Linked DNA regions of Mus musculus: all the other regions are linked to region 3. A link is a contact called in public Hi-C and promoter capture Hi-C data. All regions are on one chromosome and are shown on one strand. The core of a region is the stretch at or near the end of the contact, and the rest is flanking DNA. Distances in the headings are between cores, read along the strand shown.

The links. Promoter capture Hi-C pulls out the DNA fragments that hold promoters and counts their contacts. Hi-C and Micro-C count contacts between places; a contact is called where the count stands out from the background.
Region 1: a contact with region 3 is called in a Hi-C map of bone marrow-derived macrophages, with 2.3 times the contacts expected there. The contact joins the enhancer-like site here to the promoter of Hivep1 in region 3. A contact is called at or near these places in 6 of 39 promoter capture datasets (the 3T3-L1 cell line, 3T3-L1-derived adipocytes, liver and 1 more), 12 of 484 Hi-C or Micro-C datasets (adipose-derived mesenchymal stem cells, bone marrow-derived macrophages, cerebral cortex and 6 more), 9 of 115 datasets of contacts at active chromatin or transcription factors (bone marrow-derived dendritic cells, bone marrow-derived macrophages, craniofacial prominence and 6 more) and 3 of 9 other capture datasets (adipose tissue, liver and pancreatic islet).
Region 2: a promoter capture Hi-C map of 3T3-L1-derived adipocytes shows a contact between it and region 3, with 4 times the contacts expected there. The contact joins the promoter of Adtrp here to the promoter of Hivep1 in region 3. A contact is called at or near these places in 19 of 39 promoter capture datasets (the 3T3-L1 cell line, 3T3-L1-derived adipocytes, the HPC-7 cell line and 13 more), 9 of 484 Hi-C or Micro-C datasets (the 3T3-L1 cell line, 3T3-L1-derived adipocytes, the N1E-115 cell line and 5 more), 16 of 115 datasets of contacts at active chromatin or transcription factors (T-cell acute lymphoblastic leukemia, craniofacial prominence, differentiating embryonic stem cells and 11 more) and 4 of 9 other capture datasets (adipose tissue, liver, macrophages and 1 more).

The regions. Positions count from the first base shown.
Region 1 is chr13:41,881,111-41,885,280 of GRCm38.p6, forward strand. It overlaps Gm10790 (predicted gene 10790), which reads left to right. Exons shown (of 7, transcript NR_033545.1): 2 at 2,785-2,919. Among named protein-coding and RNA genes, the nearest start is that of Gm10790, 17 kb to the left of the region's middle. Within about 2 kb of position 2,686, at least 50 of the 459 cell types and tissues checked have an H3K27ac peak or open chromatin away from gene starts, as enhancers often do. A contact at or near this core is called in adipose tissue, bone marrow-derived macrophages, conventional dendritic cells and 1 more, where this site is marked.
Region 2 is chr13:41,846,218-41,850,667 of GRCm38.p6, forward strand. Adtrp (androgen dependent TFPI regulating protein) reads right to left here and starts at 1,399. Exons shown (of 7, transcript NM_001145875.1): 1 at 1,274-1,399.
Region 3 is chr13:42,049,733-42,053,850 of GRCm38.p6, forward strand. It overlaps Hivep1 (human immunodeficiency virus type I enhancer binding protein 1), which reads left to right and starts at 2,289. Exons shown (of 9, transcript NM_007772.2): 1 at 2,289-2,358. Gm28707 (a long non-coding RNA gene) reads left to right here. Exons shown (of 2, transcript XR_001780922.2): 2 at 44-835.

The DNA of each region.
Region 1 (4,170 bases), core at 1,436-3,935, 170 kb before region 3:
TTTACTGACCTTCAGCAGTTTTATAGCCAAAGTCCTTGCCAGCCACTTAAAAAAAAAGCTAAGCATTACAACACCTCTGTTGCAAAGAATGATTTTCTAGAAATTATTTTAATTCAAACCCATACATTTTCTGTATGTTTCTGTAAAAGGAGATGGATCTCTCTTGTGGTTGAGCTGTTGACTGGCAAGAGGACAAAGCTGGGGCTCAGGTATACTGGGCAAGCCAGTTTGCACTCCTGTCTGTCACTGTGTCCACTTCAGAGCAGGGAAGCATTAAAAGGGGTTGGCTCAGGCCCAGATACTCTAAAGGCATTACCGACTTGGCAGAGAGGCCTATCTTTGGCCTTGATGTGGTCCTCAGTAGCTCTAGGATTTGTTCACAGCCACGGCATTGAAATCTCAGGAGAGGCATGAAAGCACAGAGATGTGGGGAAACAAGTCCTGTGACTGGTTTCTCAGGAGCCTGTTCTCTGTCAAACCCAGAGGCAATGGGCTTAATGCACGATGATGGCAGGCCAGGAATAAGGGGTCAGTCCAGTACTCTTCCCCCAGAAGGGGGGTCTGCCATGGAGAGAGGAACCATCTACAGGAGTGCCGAGAGGTACGAAGTGAGGTAGAATGGAAGTCTGGGCAAGGAAAACTCTTCCAGAGAGAAGGCAGGAGGGTCAAGGTGACAGATTGGAGGGTTGAGGACTCCTTAAAATAGATACAAACTAAAGACTCAAGGTAATAGCAAGCTAGTCAGAGAGTCAAGGGAGAAAGACCCTAGAGTCTGCAGATCTTGATTAGTTTCCCACTAGCTGCTGGTTCTTGGCTAAATATTTTATCAAATGCAAGTCTTTGTTTCCTTGTATGTGAGGAAGTATAATGTAGTATGGTTTATTTTGTGTGCCTGGCACTTTAAAGAATCCTTAGATGCTAGCTGATAGGCCCTTTGGGAATGCTCAGCTGTTAGAATTGCTAGAACCTATGACCTGTTGGACTTCTGGAAAGAAGATGGGATGCAAAAAGCCAGCAGAGGCTGAGAGAGAGGAATAGGATCCAGGTGACAAAAAGAGTCCGGTCCAGTCAGAGACTAGGATCAGAGAAGACGGTTGGTGCAGGAAGAAAGAAGACTGAGTAGGGCGAGAGAAGAGAAGACAGCTGGTTCAGAAAAGAGATTGAGGAGAGTAAAATAGGAGACAGTTGAGCCAGAGAAGATACTGTTAGGATACAGTTAGGAGAAGAACCAACAAAGAACCTACAAGTATGGAGAGAGAGAGAGAGAGAGAGAGAGAGAGAGAGAGAGAGACTCTAATTGGTGCCCAACACTCAACTGTCTCCCATTTTCACTCTGCTCAATCTCTTTTCAGAACCAATGTAGGTTTTGGGTCACATGACCCAGCATGCCTAATCTTTTAATAATTAAATATCTGAGCAGTTCTATGAGGCTCCTCTAAAGCTTACTAGGAAAGACTGTTGCACGTCAGGGGGCTCGTGTGATTAAAACTGCTTTTGAATGTCTTCGCATCACCCCTTTAGGGTAAGCAGAGCTTAGTAATAAGATGGACATTTCTTTCTCTTATAATAGTCTTGTATCATGTCCCACATCCCCACTATAACATTCAGAAAAGCAGACAGAAATGTTCCTTTTCTTCCCCCTGTTTGGTTGAGCAGCTTCTGTTCCCATCCCCATGGTCCTCAATGCACGGCTTGTTATCTTTCTGAAGACGTGTTGAAAAGCTGAGTTTGTGAAGCTGTCCATTGCTTAACGTGCGCCTACGTCCACTGGTGCCAAAGAGAATGAATACTTTGATTTTTTCCTTTTGGTCAAAACTTGGGATGCTACCAGTTTACCATTATACTCCCTCCTCTGTGCACCCCCCCCCCCCCCCCCCGTATAGCTTAGAATCTTGTTTGCTTGGGGAAGGAAGATCTTAGCTCAATGTTCTCCATCTTGGTGGGCATGTTCTTTTATTCCAAACACCATTGTTGAGCAGTTGGCTGTTGTTCAGATTGTAGATCTGGTTCGATTTTGAATAACATTAACTAGATGGATCAAATTTGCCATAAACAGGCAGATTATCACCCCTAGAACTCTTGTAAATGTAGAAGAGAACCAACTCCACAGAGTTGTCCCCTGTCCTCCCTCCATGGTTGTCTATCCATGCATGCATGTACATATGTGCACACATATATACACAATAATAAAAAAATACATGTCATGTTCAGTGGACCTAAAGACTATGATTTAGAGATTCTATATAGAAACATTGATCAAGTTGGTTAGGATTGCTGAAGCTTATTGGATGGTTAATAGATGATTCTTCATTGTCTATTGTTTAGAAACACAGAATGCATATTCACTCATCTACCAAGACCCCCACAGCAGAGATTCCCAGAAAAGTTAAGGCTGTAGCTATGATCAGTACAAAGAAACAATTCAGTTGACAAACTGGTAGGGAATGAAATACACTCTTTGGAAATATCAAAGAACTGCCTTTTGGAAACATTATACAAAATTATTCCTTAATTGGAAAGGGTTAATTTGGGCATGAGAAAATTTTTTTGATATCAAAGTTTAAAATTGATAAAGACCATAAAAGTACTACTACTATTATAAGTACTCTTTATTCTCCCCCAAAAAGAAGAAGCTGAGACTTAGCACTGTTGAGAAGAGGCTCTGAGAAACACAGGTGGTGAAAAGCAGAACTGAGGCTCAGTCTAGGGCTCATGACTCCCAGTCGGTTCCCCTTTCTCCTTTCCCAGTCAGTTTCTTCTAAACAGAATGTCCCCTATTTACAGATGGAAGATGTGACTGTCAAGTGGAGACATCGAGCCTTTCTGCTGCCCTCAGCATCTCCCAGCAGCCTCTCTGGTTCAAGACTTTCTTTGTCTCTAGAAGTTGCTCCAGGATCCCAGACTGTATTGCTAAGCCATGTGAGTGCTGCTTGCCTGTCTCTGTCTGCATGTGCGCTCCCAGGCAATGCTCACATGGAGATCCTCTTATTCCTGGTTGCATTCCTTGTTTGGGGACACTACCTGGCAGAGCCAAGGCTCAATAAATATTTGTCAAATCAATGATTTAAAAAACTGAAGGCGGCACTAATGGCTGAATAAACAGGAGTCCTGGGGCTCTGCCATTCACATCTTGAGGCTGGGTTAAGGCATTTCTCTGTGAAAATGTAGAAAGACTGGGGAAAGAATGGCACATGAAACTACCGTCACAGGGAAGACATCAGGGTGGAGACACAGGAGGGGGCTGCTATATACACGTGTGATGGAGAGGAGCTCTGATAGGAAATGGTACCCACCTGATACCCATCACTTCTTGCTTAGTCCAAGGCATTACTTGCTATCATCACTCCATCCAGAATTCCCTTTTTACCTTCAAACCCCAATACAAAAGCCTTATGACCACATAATCTCTCTGGGTGTTTTTTAAAAATCCCAGAGAAGCACTATGTCTTCTACCATGTTTAATTTCTCTGCACAACTAGGTGGTGTCAGACGGCATTTTCATTGCTATGGAGAAAGCTGAAATCCAGCTTCCTAAACTTGTGCTGTGGCTATCAGGCAGACAGATTTCTTCTCCAGTTCATTTAGACTAATGCTAAAATTCATGCCAATATTTTTATGCTTCTTCCAGAGGGAAAACTAAGCTTTTCTTCTGTTTGTTAAAACTAATGTTAATGTGTTCATGTATATACGCATACATGTGTATGCGTGCACACATGTGCATGAACACACACACACACACACACAATTATCTGGGCTAGTATTTTGATGTAGTCCCCATTTACTAATATGGGCATGCACCATTGCAAACCTATCTTGCCATCTAAAATGCTTCTGCATTATCTACAACTGTCAACTTAACCAAGAAGCTCTTTTGAAAATTTCCCTTAGAGGAAGAGAGAGGAGAAATGTTAGGATGGGAGAGTCGCATCAACATTCTCAAAAGAATTCCATGATGACATCAGTACCCATCCTCAACTGCAATGAAACTGTGTGTCTCTCCCAAGGAGATAAACAGGAGGGGAACATTAGAAACAGATGCTGCCTGTGGCTGCCTTTTCATAATACTCCAGTGAGTTGTTCTCTTGATCCTTCACACTGACCTACCTTCATTATCTGTGAGCAATGTCTACCCTCACCGTAATTCCATACAAACAAGCTGTTACTTCCAAT
Region 2 (4,450 bases), core at 149-2,648, 200 kb before region 3:
TCCCGGTGCTCTGCAGGTATCTATGGGCTAATTCCATCCCCAGTGAAGAACCCAAAGAATTGTTATGCGTGTGGCAGATAGGCACCAAGCATGTCTAACTGTCATGATAGAGCCAAAGGCAGTTTACCATTGGGGGCGGGGGGAGGGGCAGTGTGACCTTCTCTACCCTGCTCTATGCTCCCAGATGGATCACACATCACTAAAAGACCAAACATCACAGCATATAAGACGACCTGAGGTCTTGGAAATCAGGCAGACTTGGCTGCACATTTAACTCTGTCTCAGAATCTTCCCATCAGAAGGAAGGACATACATTACAGTTGCATCTCTAGGCTTTGCACAGAAGGAAGACGAGGAAAGGGCATTTTCTGTACTTCTGAGCATCCGACTTTCCATGGGTAACTCATTCTGTGTGCCTGGGGACTGGAGTTGCAACTCTGGATGGGCCAGTTGCTCTCAAGCACAGCTAGTATGGGTGCATGCCAAGGCTGCTTGTGAAAGGAAGGACACACCCCAAGTGCTTTGATCAGCATGAGTTAGGTCTTCCAGAACGGTTGGTCACTTTGCAGCCGAGCCTGCCATACAAGGGATATTTTTCCAGGGCCCTCTTCAGTACCACAAGTTCAATGTTGGTTGGCTACTGAGCTGCTGACTTCAAGTGGGGGGTTGGAGAAAGTTTAGGTGGACGAGGAAAGGAGTGGTGCCCAGGCAGGACATTGGAGAGGGTTTTGAAAGCACCCCACTGCCACCTGTGACTCTACAGTTTTTAATCTTCCACTTGTGAATCCCAGTCTGCCTTGGCTCTTTCTTAAAGGAACCAGGAAGCATCATCTAGCCAGAGGTTTGTTACTTGATACCTGTAGCCAGCTGGAGAATCTTTGGGATAATGAGCCGAAAAGATTCCTGATGTAATGCTTAATTGAAGGTAGGGAACAGAAGATGAAAGAAATTCTGCCCTTCCATCCAACTTATCTAGTGGGCAGGAACATACTCCGGCACCTTTTCCCAATCTTCCCAAAGCAGTTAGTTGCATTAAATCTTCTCATGGAATCTCACACTTGAACTATATCTGAGCAGACATCTGGTAGTGATTTATTGGCACATCGGAACGTTCAGAAAAATCAAGATAGTGTCTTAGGAAGCTACACAAAATCTACCTCCCTCCCCACTCTCTTCAAAGTCTCACCCCCCCACCCCCCACCCCCACCCCCAGCGACTGTTCACCTGCATGGACTTCTGAATCTCACACGTGGCGCTGACACGGAGAACTCACCTTAGCTACCTGGGTCTTCTACCAAGGAAAACGCAGGGAGCTTGAGATCAAGCCAGATTTCTAGTGGCCAGAAAAATTTCCTGGCCCAGATCGCCACCTTACTAAGACACGCTCTGTCTGAAAGATAAGAAGTGTTCGGTGGGAGTGGATGATCAAGGGGCCCCTCCCCTGAACTCACCCAACCCTCTCTGTCCTGGCCCGAGGCCAAGCAGGGAGGAGACACTCTCACGTGCAAGCTATTTCTCTTAAGACCTGGCTTGACCTTGCCGGGGTTCCTTGGGATGGCTCTTGGTGGATTTCAGCCTCATGACTAGGAATGATGAAAGGCCAAGGCCTCCCTCAGGGGCTGGTGGGAACTCATTTCGCTAATGGAAAGGCAAAGCAAGAGATGGGCAGCCCTGGTTTAGAGAGTTGCTTGGCTGCTTCTTTCAAAGGTGAGCAGACAGCATTGCTGACTGATGATGTGGCAGCTAGGACTGCTGGGAAATGTGGGTGTGGCCACTTTTTTTTTTTTTTTTTCTTTTAGTGAATAGGCGTTTAGAGGCAACTCCTTCTAAGGCTGCCACTGTCCTGGACCAGAAACGGTCATTAATTGGGGGATCAAGATAGGGCACAGGAATGTCTGACCACACGAGAGCACGTGTGTAGGTGTGAGTGTGAATAAATCCTACCTTTCGGTCTCTAAGCTTAGAACTGAGTGTCCTTTATTTGAAACCTCTGCTTAACGAGAAGTTACAAGGCCTTTGGAATTTGTTCCACAAAATCACATGAGTCCATTGTCATATTGTCATTTTTTTTCCAAATGCTTTTTTAAAAAGCACCATTATCTTCTATTGTCTCTCAAACAAAATCCAGCATCCTATCCACACATACAAAGAAATCACAGCAAAGCTGCCAAGGTTGGAGTGTGGATGGCTCCCGAGACCTGAACCCTCTTCTGACCCTCCTTCCTATGAGCAGAAATGCTTCACAGCACATGAAGGTACTTTAGTGCCCAAGAACAACACTGAACAAACTCTGGATGGACTGGTCGAGTTGGCAAATCAGTCAGAACTAGGTTTAGATCCTTACTCTGCTGCTATAGGCAGCGAAGCCCCGAGTCATGGGCTCCACTGGCATGATAAAAAAATGACACCAATAATGCAAATGAGCAAGCATGAGCTTAAAAGCTGACACCTTCGCACACCAATGCTCAGAGTACACCAGCCTCTATGGAAAACCGTTTGGCCATTTATAAATGTTAAACATAGAGTTATCCTATGACTAAGCAGTTCCACTCCTAGGAATGACCTAGAGAATTGATACTAGGAATCTAGGCACAAAGTTGCCCAGAAAAAGTGATGGCTCAGAAGATAAGAGCACCAACTGCTCTCCAGATGACCTGGGTTTGATACCCAAGCACCCACAGAAGGCTCACAACTATCTATCAGTCCAGTTCCATGGGATCTGATGTCCTCTGCTAACCTCCAAGGACATCATGCACATGTGTGGTACATAGACATACACGCAGCCAAAACACCTGTACACATAAAATGAAATAGTTTTATAAAAGTTACTCACAAATGCTCATAAGAGTGTTCACAGAATCAAGCCACTTCAAACCCTCACTGAATGATGCTCATATAAACTAAATAGTTCTCAGCATGTACTGGAGTGAGGCTCATGATAACATTCTATAACATCAATGACCTTGAAGACATGGTGCTTTGTGAATAAAGACAGGAAACAACATACACCCAAGAAGCCCATGTCAACAAAATGTCCAGCACAGACAACTAGACACAGAGAACAGATGGGTCCGGTCCAGGGACCAGAAGGCAGTGACAGAATGAGGAGGAACTGAGCACAGTTTTCTTGTGGAGTATTGAAATTGTCCTGGAAAAAAAGACAGCAATGGCAGTTTATGGTCTTGCAGACACATTTGATGCCACTAAGCTGCACACTGAAGATGACTGAAATATGTTTTATGTACATTTTTATGCAACAAAAAATGGCAAGTATCAATTTAACTAAGACAAAACTTACACTTTCGGTTTCATTTGTTTTCTTTTGTTTCAAAATAGTCTTATACAATAGTCTAGGCTGATGTGTAACTCAAGATCTTCTTACTCCAGCACCTGCATTGCTGAGGCCTCGAATCACCAAGATCAACTTTGATGCTGCTTGTTTGTTTTGACTTGGGACAACTTTGTACCTCGTAATCCTGGATGGCCTGGAACTTGTTATGGAGGTTAGCCTTGCTGTAAGTTCGAAGAGATTTGTCTGTCTCTGTCTCCCAAGAGCTGGGATTAAAGGTGTGTGTACCATTCTATCTGGTTATAATTAATATTAGACGTGCATTTCTAAAAGTGATTTAAAGCCTTTCTCTCTCTCTCTTCCTTCCTTCCTTCCTTCCTTCCTTCCTTCCTTCCTTCCTTCCTTCCTTCCTCCCTTCCCTCCCTCCCTTCTTTCTTTCTTTCTTTCTTTCTTTCTTTCTTTCTTTCTTTCTTTCTTTCTTTCTTTCTTTCTCCATGGACATGGTAACAGCCAATCTTGAGAAGTCAGAGTGTTTGTACTAAGTGGCACACTGAAGCTTCACTTTAAGGAGAGCTATTCTATGAGCCCAGCCAGGAACCTTTTAGGGCTTGGCTGTGCCCTTAAGCTTCTTCACTTTGACCTACCTACTCTTGGCTTAGGAGCCCTGCCCACACTTCAGGCCTGAGCTTGCCTTGTTTGAATCTTAAGCTCAGAACCTTTCCCCTGCTCCTTTTCTTAGAGGGGAGGTATCAGGAGCTACTCCCACAAATGCTTGGGATTTTGTATGTGACCTAGCTCTGGCATAGGCTTGGGATCTTGTGGACTATGTTGGGCCCAGATGCCACCCCCAAAGACGCCACCCCCAAAGCCACCTTTGCTATTGCTATTACCTTAAATCGAGGGGAAATTTTTGTACCTCTTTGTCCAACGTTTATTATATGGGAAATCTGATAGTTCTCTATTACAGACTGTCACTTCTTGTTGAGCATAGGGTATTCTCATGAAAATCCCAAATCAGGAAGGAGAACTGCAATTTGGGGAAGCAAACATCTGTCTTCAGATCCACATAAAGATAGACATCCCTTGGGGAAAGAGAGGCTTCCTGGTTGACCTCGCCCCATCTCTGCCTAACCCAGTTAAACACAGGTGTCTGTGCTCAGT
Region 3 (4,118 bases), core at 1,039-3,538:
ACGCTCGGGTGCGGCCTCGGGTTGGACCGATGCTCTCCCCTAGATGCTCAGCGGGAGAGATAAGGTCAGAGTACCCACAGGACCCTACGTCTCCCAAGGGGCGCAACAAAGACTCTTACTTGGCCTGCTGGATGGAGAGAAAGAGGCCCCTTGGAATCTCTCTGCCTTCCCAGTCTAGAGCCATCATTGGGATCCCCATTGTTCAAGGATTTTTGACAGTTCAAGCTGAAGTTTACCAGTTACCGGGCTGGACGGGTTCACTCATCCAATTCCGTTTATTTGCTATTTGAGGATCTACTATTTACTGTGTCACAAAACAAACCGAAACCAACTACTTAACATTTAACATAGCTGCCTTTCCCTGCATTTTGGTATGGAAAAAAAAAAAAACGCATTTAGACAATTCAGAAAACTTACCAGGAAAGTGTTCTTATATTAACTATCTCAGAGAGAAGTTTTAATACTGGTTTGTTGCTCAAGAAAACACAGTAAAATGACAAATCAAAACCAGATATGCAGTTTTCTCAAACGCTCTTAGCATTGCTGTATCTTGGAGACATCCTGGGTTCATGGATACATTTCTGTTGTCTTCAGCAAATATTGAGTTAAAAATTTCTCTCTGGCACTTAACTTTTTTTTCTTCTCTTTCTGTTTCAAGTAACAAAAACTCGACTTCTGAAGACTTTTTGTTTTTAATCTTAACACATTATCTATGTCTGCATGTTTATCTTTTGGTTCAAACAGCTCGGCTGGGGGAGGGGAACTACATTATATGTTTTATGAATCCTACCCATTGGGTATTTCATTTAATAAAATAGAAGACATCTTACTGGAATATTAAAATGGTACTCTTTCATTGTAAGGCTGACATAGTATTACCCACCACCCGAGCTTTCTAGCTGCATAATCTTTGCTCCTATGACCAAATTTACTTTTTGGTAGGCATATTTTCTTCCTCTGCAAAACATTATTTTTGGCTCTAAGCTTGCCATTACCAAGTATTCCATTTTTAATAATTTCCATTCTGGGGCTTTGTGCTTTTCTTAGCTCCAGCAAGCTAGAGGTAGGACTTCCTCGGGGGATTTTAGGGGTCAACCGTTAGCAGGAACGACCTGGACATCTTTATGAAAGCCTAAGGGAGCAAAACAAGTTTGCACAGATGGTCAGCTGTTAGTGGGCGTATGATCGCTTAACAAAGAATATTTTTGTTTTGCGCCTTTTTTTTTTTAACACCTTATTCTTTCCAACTTTGAGGTGGCCCGTACAATCTTCTATCGGCTTTTTTTTTTTTTTGTGGATGCGTGTAATTTTTAAGTTCAAACTGCTAGTATTATGCCTACCCTTGAAAACCTGCTTCGTTCCCCAGAGTCAGCTCTCCTGATATTTCCAGAAGTTTCCAGTTCCCGTTCTCTAACGCTTTCTAGCAGCCGGGGTCAAACTCTGGTTTGTAATAAATTAGTCTGTCTTCCCTGTTCACTCCCCCAGAGTTCCAGAAGCCTGCTGGGTGGCTCCGCCCCGCACCCCCTCTTCGGCTTCCAAAGTTCCCTCGCGGGTTAGTCCCCAGCTGACAGGCAGCTAAGGAGGGGTTAACTGCGCTCGCCGCTGCTTAGGCTCTGGGAAGCACCGGCTCTCTCCGGAATAACCTTGGCTTTCCTCGGTCTTTTAATAGAACATCCGCCACCAAAAAAGTGGTTTCAGTTTAGGGCTTAATAACACGTCCCCTCTGACCCTCCAAGTCAACAACCCAGCCCCCTTTCATTCTCTCTCTCTTTTTTAAAAGTTATTTTTTAAAGTTAATGCGTTTCAAGTTTCACTATGATTTTCCCCTTCCCTCTACGCGGAGCAGAGGAAACCCCCTTGGGGTCCCCCCTCCCTCCAGGGTCCTCCTCCTCCTCCTCCTCCCTACCAGGGCCAGGGCGAGGGGCGGGGCTGGGAGACACCATGACGTCACCGGGCCGGCCCACAGCCTGCTCTAGAAAGTCAAAAGACGGTAAAGAGAATCCGGCCCCGCCCGGCCCCGCCCCTCCTCCCGGGCCAACCGCCCCCGACTGCGGCCCGGCCGGGCTTCCCCGGGCCGCGGAGCCCCGCCTCCGCTGCCGCCCCGCCCCGCCCCGCCCTTCGGGCCGCGCCTCCTCCTGCGTCCTGGGTCCCCGCGGCGGGGCCTGCGGCGGGCGGGCGGGCGGGCGGGGCGGCAGGGGGCCCCGGGCCGGCTTCACAGGAGCCCGCCCTCCCGCCGCAGCCCCCGCCCCGCCGCCCCCGGGGATCCCCTGCTGCCCCGCCCACGCGCGGGGGGAAGCCGCCGACCTTCGCCCTGGCCGCCCTCGCGCTGCCAGCCGTCCTCACGGACACCCGGGAGAGGTAAAGGCCGCTCTCCCGCCGGGTTCCACTCGGTCCCTCCCGCGCCCAGCTCGCGCCTCGGTGCCCGTCGGGAGGAGGCTCCGCTTGTGCTGATGTCCCGGTTGTCAAGTGCAGCGCAGTTCCCGACGGGTGCGGGGCCGGGCGCGGCGGTGGGGGCGCTGCACCCGGGAGAGCGCGGCGCGGGGGGCGGGGGCCGGGACCACCTCCCCCTGGCGGGCGGGCGCGCGGGTGTGCGTGTGAGTGAGTGTGTGCGCGTGTGCCGGCGCCGACCTTGCGGAGGGGATGCTGCGTGCGGGAGCCGCTTGCCACTTCGGCGGGTCCTGGCCGCACGGGCGGCGGGAGCTGCGGTCCTGCGAGCCCAGCAGGTACGGAGGGCCGGCCTCCTGGTCGCCGCGGCCGCTTCTCGCAGGAGGGCTCGGCGGGGCTGCGGGAGACCAGGCCGCGGCTTCCGCACCTCCCGGCTTTGTGGCTCGCTTTCCCTTTCGGTCTTTGCCCGGAGTGCCTGTTTACTCCGGGCCACCTGGGTAGTTTCCCTCCCCGTAGGGCGCGCGCCCGCCGCTGGTGGGTCGGGGCCGGTGGGTAGGGGCGCGGGGCGGCTTGGGCTCGCCGCGGGGTCGGGCTCCAGCCGGAGTTGCGGCTAGAGAGGGGAGGGGGCTGTGGCGAGGCTGGCGCGAGGAGGAGTCTCAAGGCTGCTGCTCTCGCCGACTCTGTCCTCCTCCTCCTCCTCCTCCTGCTCTCCGCATCCACTCTAGGCTCCTTCCGGAGCTGGCACTTCCATTCCCCCCTCCTTCTGGCATGCGAAGCGCTTTGTTCAGTGCAGCGTTGCAGAGGGGTTTTCCCAGGCTCCGCCCTCCACATTCATTCATGTTTTTTCTCCTTGTGACTGTCTTTACGCTTTTTTGATTGTGTCCTGTTTTTGCACCTTGTAGTATGTATTTCTTTCTCGAGAAAGAATGGTCGATCACTGGTCCTAGTCGCCACGGTGGTGCTGTCGTCTTTGAAAATAACCACTTCTCCACCGCGGATTTAAATGTGGGCTGGACAGCTAGGGACAGGGGGGCTGGAGGCTGCAAAACCGGGTCGCACAAAGCTGTTACAGGTTGGGAATTTGCATATTTTAACATTTAAGCTTGGGAGCTGTGGGAGGTCACGTGATCGGCTTACAATCCGAGTTCACGCTTTAAAAACTTCGTAATATCGTGACCGCTTAAAAGCTTTAGTTTTAATACGGAACGGAACACTTACAGCTTTATCTTTAAATTCTCTGTGCAGTCAAAACCTTTTTGGATGCTATAGCTGATGCCTCTGTGGTAGGGGGAGTTGAGGAGCTCTATCTTTCACCCATCATTGACCGTCCTGTTTCTTATTCTTCCCCTGGCGTTAGATTGGGGATAGTTTGTGTTATGCCGACTAATAGCCGTGTTAAGAGCCGTGTTGCTTACAGTCGCAAGCACGGTAATAGCCGCCTTTTCCTTATGCGTTTTAACTAAAGTGAAAACATACATCTAAAACCTTAGTCTGGGATACATGTTCTTTACCTTAGAGGCGTTCTTCCAGGGAATTAATATTTCAGCATTTTCATGTGGTAGGCAAAGCTTCTACATTGTGTAGCTTACTCCTCAGTCCTTAGCCCGTTTGGGGTGGATAATGTTTCCTGATTTTACAGCTTGGGAAATCTGATCTTCTTTTCTGAGAGCTTAAGTACCTTGAACAAGGCCACACAGAATGGGGTAAAGCCTGGCCTTGAACCTGGTCAGGTT